2 separate regions of the Sorghum bicolor genome follow, and region 1 is linked to region 2. A link is a contact called in public HiCAR-type data. All regions are on one chromosome and are shown on one strand. The core of a region is the stretch at or near the end of the contact, and the rest is flanking DNA. Distances in the headings are between cores, read along the strand shown. Region 1 holds the start of LOC110429690 (protein SPIRAL1-like 3). Region 2 holds the start of LOC8064295.

Region 1 (3,614 bases), core at 61-2,560, 74 kb before region 2:
TCAAAGTTAGGAATATTTGTCTTAGGACAAACCTAATATGACATGTAAAAAAATAGGAGTAGTTTCAATAGCAAGGCTTAGTAATTAAAATGTAAAATTCTGGCCATAACCAGACAAAACCTTAGCATATACATTAAGATTGGGCCTTTTTTATTGTTGCTTTCATAGACTAAACAAAATATATTAAAGTCTATTGACAAAACGAAGCTAAATGGAGCGCATGTCCTCTCTATTACTACCTCCGTCCATAAAAAAAAATGCAATTCTCACATTTCGTTGAGTCAAATCTATGTAAACTTTGACTAAAGTTATATAAAAAAGTATTAACACTCAGGAAACAAAAGATATCATCAGATTAGGTATCTATATATTTTTATAATAAATTTATTTAGAGATATAAATGCTAACTATAAACTTGATCAAATTTGAGCTAATTTTCACCGACACAATTCCCATAAATTGCATTCTTTTCTGAACGGAGCAAGTACCATCTTCTTTGTCACATTGTTTTAATCAATTGTCATAGCGAAGGTAATCAAAGAGAAAGAGCATAATGATGGATAGTGTAGAGTCTCTAGTTTTTTATAGGTCAAAACATACCTTAAATTATAATCATTATAAAAATCTGCTACATCACTGTTATCTAGCCATACTAATTGATCAAATCCAAAGCAAGCACCTAACATTGGGGCCTCTAGCAGTTTTGTGTGCCCTACCAAAACATGCTAAAAAACACATTATCTTTTGGCCCTTATTTGAGAACTAACAAACATAACGATCTATATTTAGGTGTGAGAAACACAGAATATGCATTGACGAATCAATTACCAAAGTTTCTATCAGATTAAAATCAACCCACATAAACATTACTGTAAGCATTCAAACAACTAGGTTTCACTAAACCCACAAATTTTGATGTGATTGTTGTAATCTATAAATCAGTGGCAAAGTTTAAGCAAATTAGACGAGTACCTACCTTGTGGTGCATAGACTTATATCATAGAATGTATATATAGTAAAATTTTAATTGTAGTTAAAGTTATTGAATTTATATTTTTCTAGGGATGCATCTGCACCCCTACCTATCACCTAATACCATAGATAGCCTGTTCGCTAATTTGTTACGAGAAAAAAATAGCTAATAAAATTTTAAAATCATTTAGATTATTCAGGATGCATTTGCACGCCTACCTACCATCTACTTTTGCCCCCGTGTTGTAAACCATCCATCACCATTTCGCCGGTTACCTTGTCAATGTCAAAGGGTAACACAACGATGAAATCTGATTATCGAATACCCGAGGGTGAGCAACGCAAAAGTTCCACCCACTAAAATAAGACGCCGCGAGTCATCGAGGGAGATGTGGTGCGTGCCTTCCTCTCCTGCGGCTCTGGGCAGCGAGCAGTGGTGGCCGCGGGATCCCCCGCCTCCTCCTCCCGGATCCGGCGACGAAGGTGCGTGCCCTTCGCCAAATCTGGCCCCGTGCCTTGGCCCGCTCCCGACACCCATTCCCCTTTGCCGCCATTCGGGCGATCCGGTAGAAATTTGTCCCGAATTTCTAGGCCCGGAGTTCGGCAGTTCGGGGTCTACTAAACTAGGACGGCCTGCTTGATGTGGCAGCTCAGTGCGCGTGTTCTCGCTGTTGTGGGTCGGGCTAATTGGGGCAGGATCTTCGCCTGAATTTTGCTGCTCGAGGTCTACGGAATGTGTCGGCGTTCGAGCCTCGCCTCGCCTCGCCTCGTTGTTGCTGCCTTCACGATGTGATCTGGGCTCGCGGTGCGCGGATTCAGATCCCAGCGCGAAGATTTGGCGGGGATGTGTTACTCGCTTTGCCACAGTTACCTGTCGTGGATTCGGGATTAGGCTCAGAGATTCGCTGATATCTGTTACTAAATTGTCTGTTGCACGACGCAAATTTAGTTCTTCTTTTCTTTTTGTGTGTAAGGTTTTCTCTTGTCGGTGTGATGATGACGAATGTAATTTATGTTGGAGGAACAGTGCCGTTGCCCAATTGGCCCTGCGTGTGTCACTATGGATGGGAAATTCTATATGTCACCATTTGTTGTTTGCTGCCGCTATCAGTGACTTGCACATCAGGAGGGGAGGGAGTTGAGGTGGATACATCAATAGGCTGTACCTGACCAATTTCTTTAGACGTGTAGCACTTTTCTCTTAACTAATAATTGAGCAGAGCTTGTCGCACTAGTTTATTATTATTCCTTGTGTGTGGTTCAACAACATTGCTTAAAAAGGAAGCAATGAAAAGTATCAAACCGCAGTTAATTAATGGTTTCAGTTTTACGGACTCAGTCAGAATCACACGCCTTTTTGTTTTTGGGGTGGGGCCATGGGGGCTAAGAGGTGCGGTGGAGAGGATGGTTGATCAGCAATCAAAATCTGCTCTTATATGTGCCTACTTATATACATCATTATATGTGTAATATGTTATTGTGGACGTGCCCCTTAGCTTAGGGCACGAGCAATGCAAGCTAGCAGCGTTCTTAGCCTCAACCAAAGTTCATGCTCCACATCTATGATGACACGTTTGTGGTCACCGGTCTCACAGCACAGACATATAAACTGCTCTCGACTCCATATCAACGCGAGCGCAACCCGGCCAGTACCTTTATTCCTGGTCCCACCATACATATCACTTTCCCCATTGCAGCTTCCCTTCTTCCCAGGCTCTTGCAAGCTTCAGATTGGTGCGATCCCCACCAAATTCCAATTGAGACTGCCCCCCATCACCTTCAATTGATATGCTGTCACTTAATTAGGCTTCTAGCATGTTAATCTGTCATCTCATTACATCCTCTCCAGTAAATAATACACAACTTTGTCCAACGATCCTCTGCGGAGCTCGCTCGCCACTGGTCCTTGATCTGCTGGCCGCCGGGTCTTTCATTTGCGTACCTCGCTTGGATTGACCTTTGTGAGTCGATGGACTGCTCTAGCCCTTTCTCCCAATTTCTTGTGGTTATTGTTGCATGTACTATTTGCCGGCATTGTTGGACAGAAGCCATGGATGGAGGTTTATTTGCTGATGCTGCTCTATGTGCACCACCTCCTTGGTTTGTTGCTGTCCTCTTGACGTGGTCCCAACTACCAAGCAAGCATTCGTCATGCTAGGGTCTATCTTCTCCACATGCGAGCACCAGCTGTTGCTTCGGCCTTTTGTCACATGAGGCCTATGCTGCTTCTGAAGGTTCTTCTGACACCCTGTAAGACCACCGTTTGGTGTGACATGGATGCTTGGCGCTGACATGTGGAAGAGGAAATCTAGCTACTAGATGCTGGCAACAGAACAGCTTTACAGTATAGTGTTTGTAGCAACAAATAAAAGAGCACCAGTGAAATTCCTTTGGTTGTTAAGCATGGATGCTGTCTTCTGGAACTTTATTATTGTGCTGTGTGCTGCTTGAGATTTTTGGTTCCTCTGGGGATAACACTGTTTCAATATTTGAAACTGATTTTGCAGATTAATTGAAAAGCTTTGGTAAGATGGGTCGTGGTGTTAGTAGTGGAGGTGGTCAGAGTTCCTTGGGCTATCTCTTTGGCAGTGACGAAGCTCCAAAATCAGCTGAGAAGCCTGCACCCCAAAAGCCAGCTCCTC
Region 2 (3,950 bases), core at 1,260-3,759:
ACTTTTTTTTGAGGGAAAATCTGTTTGATACTTGCGTGTCTGCAGTAATACACATCGGGTTTGTTTTTATAAATGTCTTTGGCTATGACCCATTTCAAGTATGAAAGTTTTATATTTCATTTTTTATAAACAAGTGAGCAAAAAAATATACTAGATATTTAATAAAAATATATTTAAAATATTGCTTTTGCAGTTTTAGTACTAAAATGTAATATAATACTAGGAATCAAAGATCGATTTAGGCCAGTCCTAGTTGGACCATGATGAACTATATATGTTGCCCTTACCTTCGCATGTCGGCACTCTAGTCGCTGAAATTATTTGCTAGGTCTTTACTGAAATTATAGACCGATGCTGACATCTGGCATGGTAGCAATAATGCGAGCAAATGTATGTTAAGAACTTAAGATGTAATTTTTTGAGGGATGACTTAAGATATCATTAGAAAGAGTTGGCTAGAACCATTATTCAATAGAATAGAAAAACTGTATAGAAGTGTTTTCTTTTTTTTTGCGGGCATGTATAGAAGTCATTTTTCTATTATGAAGGAACCAAGCTATTTTGAACACACACAAAAAAGAAAAACCAAGGAAAGTAGAAAACGTGCATTGATGAATAATTAAGCTTTTAGAAAGACTTGTACATCATCATACTCATGTAAGTGGAACCCCTGGGCTATATATGATGATGACCTGGCCTTCCTATTTTTTATTTATGCTAAAGCTGCCACAATTTTAACTAGAATTCAAATGTCCAGCTTCTAGTGCCACATCTGACTCTTATATGAAAAAGGTGCCATCATGATGCAGCTACCTCAAGAAACTCAAGGCAACTTTTGTTCAAATAATCTGTTGCCATCTTATGCTACACACAAACGTGCAAATTAAAAGAATACCACACTATCACGTTCACGGCTACCACAAAGAAAAAAAATCACCAGGGCCTTGTTTAGTTCAACCCAAAAACCAAAATCTTTTCAAGATTCCCCGTCACATCGAATCTTACGCCACATATATGGAGTATTAAATATAGACGAAAATAAAAACTAATTGCACAGTTTACCTGTAAATCACGAGATGAATCTTTTAAGCCTAGTTACTCCATAATTAGATAATGTTTGTCAAATAAAAACGAAAGTGCTACAGTTTCGAAAACTTTTCAGTTTTTTGAACTAACAAGCCCCAGTTCACGATCCGTACGTGGCGCTATCATGAGTGCGCATAGCAACAAACCCAGAGCTGTGCTGGCCTTGTCGGTGATGTAACACAAGCAAACGGAATATGTGTACATATTTGATTGATGTAGATGGCCATGAGCCAGCAGGAAACACACATTTGTCAAACACATGCCTGCATTTTGGTCACCAAATCATGCTATAATGTCAGCCTTTATGGCCAAACAAAAGGCTAGGATATATAAGATAAGCATTTCAAGCTAGATCCATGCAGGGGCCATGATGATTGATTGACAGAATATATGTCCTAAATTAATAATGCCCTTTCTTTGTTCCTCTTTCCTTGGATCACACTATTCTTAATCAAGTGCAATGATTTGTTCGATATAGGGATTACCAAAGAACCATAGACAGCACATGTTTGAAATTTCAAATTTAAATAAGGTGTATGATGGTAAATCTGTTGATTATGTAATAAAATAGAGATCAAGTTAACTGCAGCTGGCGCTGTCTGGATTTGGGAGAGACTGCTCAGTTTAAAAGCAGACATTTATGTTTAGGAGTATCTTAAAAAAAACGATTCAAGCAGAAACCAAGCAGGAGTACAGATTACATTAATATAAAGAAGAGTCCAAATGGAACAAATTAAGTTTGCGAACTAGAAATCCAAACACAAAAGTTAGAACTGATGTTGCAAATTTATTCATCATGCTCCTTTCCGATAGCACATTCATAACCAATACACAGACCACCTGCACTTATACTCCTGCATCCCAAAAATAAATTAATGCCTAGAATCACCATAATTCAAATTATCTTTAGTTCGGTCAACTTTATAGGAAAAAGTAACATGTCTTTGACACTAAATAAATATATTTTGAAAATGTATTTTATAATGTGTAGTGATACAAATTTGATGTCATAAATATTGATGTTCTTTTTCACAAATTTGATTAAAATTAAAATAGTTTAACTTAAAACTACTTTAAAAGTTGATTTAATTTAAAACAAGAGAGTAGACACTAATCAAATTGGAGTAAGTTAAGGAATGCGTTTATTAATCCTCTCTCTCTTTTTTTGCGATTAGCAGTTGTGAATTTAAAAATTAAAAGTTCACCAGAAAGGTAAAATACATAAGGATATATAGCTAGACTAGAAGAAAAGAAAAGGCGCGCGTAGGTGGCCGCAAGCCGACCTACAAAACCATCCGTATGTGCATGGGACAAGCACAAACATCTACACAAACACATCACCGTGAACCTTTTACGGTTTTGCCCCTACACTTTCGGTGGGACCCACATGCCAGCCGGTACTAATTGGTCTCTCTCCACCCATACCACTCTGCCCCCTCTCCCTTCAGTTCATTCACTCCTCTGAGCTCCTCTGAATAACCTCATTCGCCCTGCAGACTGCAGCTAGAGCTAGAAATAAACCCCGGCAAACGCGAACACCCGACGCCATGGCCAGGCCGCTCTCTTCCTTCTGCCTCCACCGGATCAGGTCCGGCGGTACTGCGTCCACTGCCGCACCGCTGTCGATATGCGCCAACAAGAAGACCTCCTTCGACGACGACGGCGGCGGTGGCATATGCAAGTCGCTGAAGGATGGCAAGCAGGAAGACGAGGAGGCTAACAAGAAGGGTGGCGTGGAGGCCGTCGTCGTGGGGAGGAAGGTGATGGTGGCGGCGGACGGCGGCAGCGAGGAGGCCCGGACGGCGCTGCAGTGGGCGCTGTCGCACGCCGTCCGGCCCTGCGACACGGTGGTCCTGCTCGACGTCGTCAGGGGCGGCGCCGGCGGCGGCAACGGCAAGAACCGTGCGTAAGCTGCGTAATCATCTAGTGTTTGCGTCCTGATTAATTACAAACTTCGATCATTACGTGTTTGAAGAACGAGGGAGATGGGTCTTTTCTTGTTTGGTGCATAATAATCATCTGAATTAAATTAGGACGCGATCCAAGAGGGAGTAGTCAGCACCTGGAGGCAATGAGGAGCATCTGCCAGGCCAAGAGACCAGAGGTAACAACTGCAATAATCACAAATGATACAGAGAAAAGAGGGCATGATTTTTCTTTCTGATAGTAGTAGTATTAGCTTCAAGAAGCATTAATTTAGCAAGTGGAATTATATGGACAAAGAAATGAAAAGTAAACTTGATGATGTATTAAAAGAACATCAAGATTTGCAAGGCGACACTAATTGCAATACTAATTTCGTCTCGCAACTAACTAACTTACTGCAAGATCAAAGATTAAGATTGGCATTGATGTTGTGGTGTTCCAAAGCTAGAACTGGTATGCATTCAATGTCTTATTAGTGACGGTGTATAAAGAGGAGTCCCTGATCTGATGCCATCCATTGCTGATAGCTCATAACTATTCCTGGTCCTTCCTCCTAAATAATTGACATCTTTGGATGGTACAGAAAGTATCTGTTGAGCAGGTCATCTCCTGCAGTCCTGCTCTGTTCTCTTTGGTACGTACATGCAACAGAATACATTGAATGTACAATAGTAGGATTCAATTGTTCACGAAGATCCATTTTTCTGTTGTTTGCGCCATAGTTTTGTGTCTGCCGAAATGCATAGCGCAACAGCACACCCCATAATCCCCAAATTTGGCTCAAAAAATGGAAATCTAGCATGTGTATGCCCCTATGATAATTAGTAGTCTTAGCAGAGATCTTTACTCTATTACCTAACCAGTAGCGTGGCTTTGACTGATGACGCCTGCTTGGAACACAAGAATTTTATACCGTCGGTACATTCTTCTTCTTTTTC

The links. HiCAR-type assays count read pairs that join an accessible place to other places.
Region 1: a contact with region 2 is called in a HiCAR-type map of leaf, with 2.7 times the contacts expected there. The contact joins the promoter of LOC110429690 here to the promoter of LOC8064295 in region 2. A contact is called at or near these places in 1 of 4 Hi-C or Micro-C datasets (leaf) and 1 of 1 datasets of contacts at active chromatin or transcription factors (leaf).

What each region holds. Positions count from the first base shown.
Region 1 is chr8:49,056,638-49,060,251 of Sorghum_bicolor_NCBIv3, reverse strand. It overlaps LOC110429690 (protein SPIRAL1-like 3), which reads left to right and starts at 1,310. Exons shown (of 3, transcript XM_021446050.1): 1 at 1,310-1,455; 2 at 3,480-3,614. The coding sequence starts at 3,503.
Region 2 is chr8:48,983,642-48,987,591 of Sorghum_bicolor_NCBIv3, reverse strand. It overlaps LOC8064295, which reads left to right and starts at 2,509. Exons shown (of 3, transcript XM_002443173.2): 1 at 2,509-2,988; 2 at 3,120-3,190. The coding sequence starts at 2,634.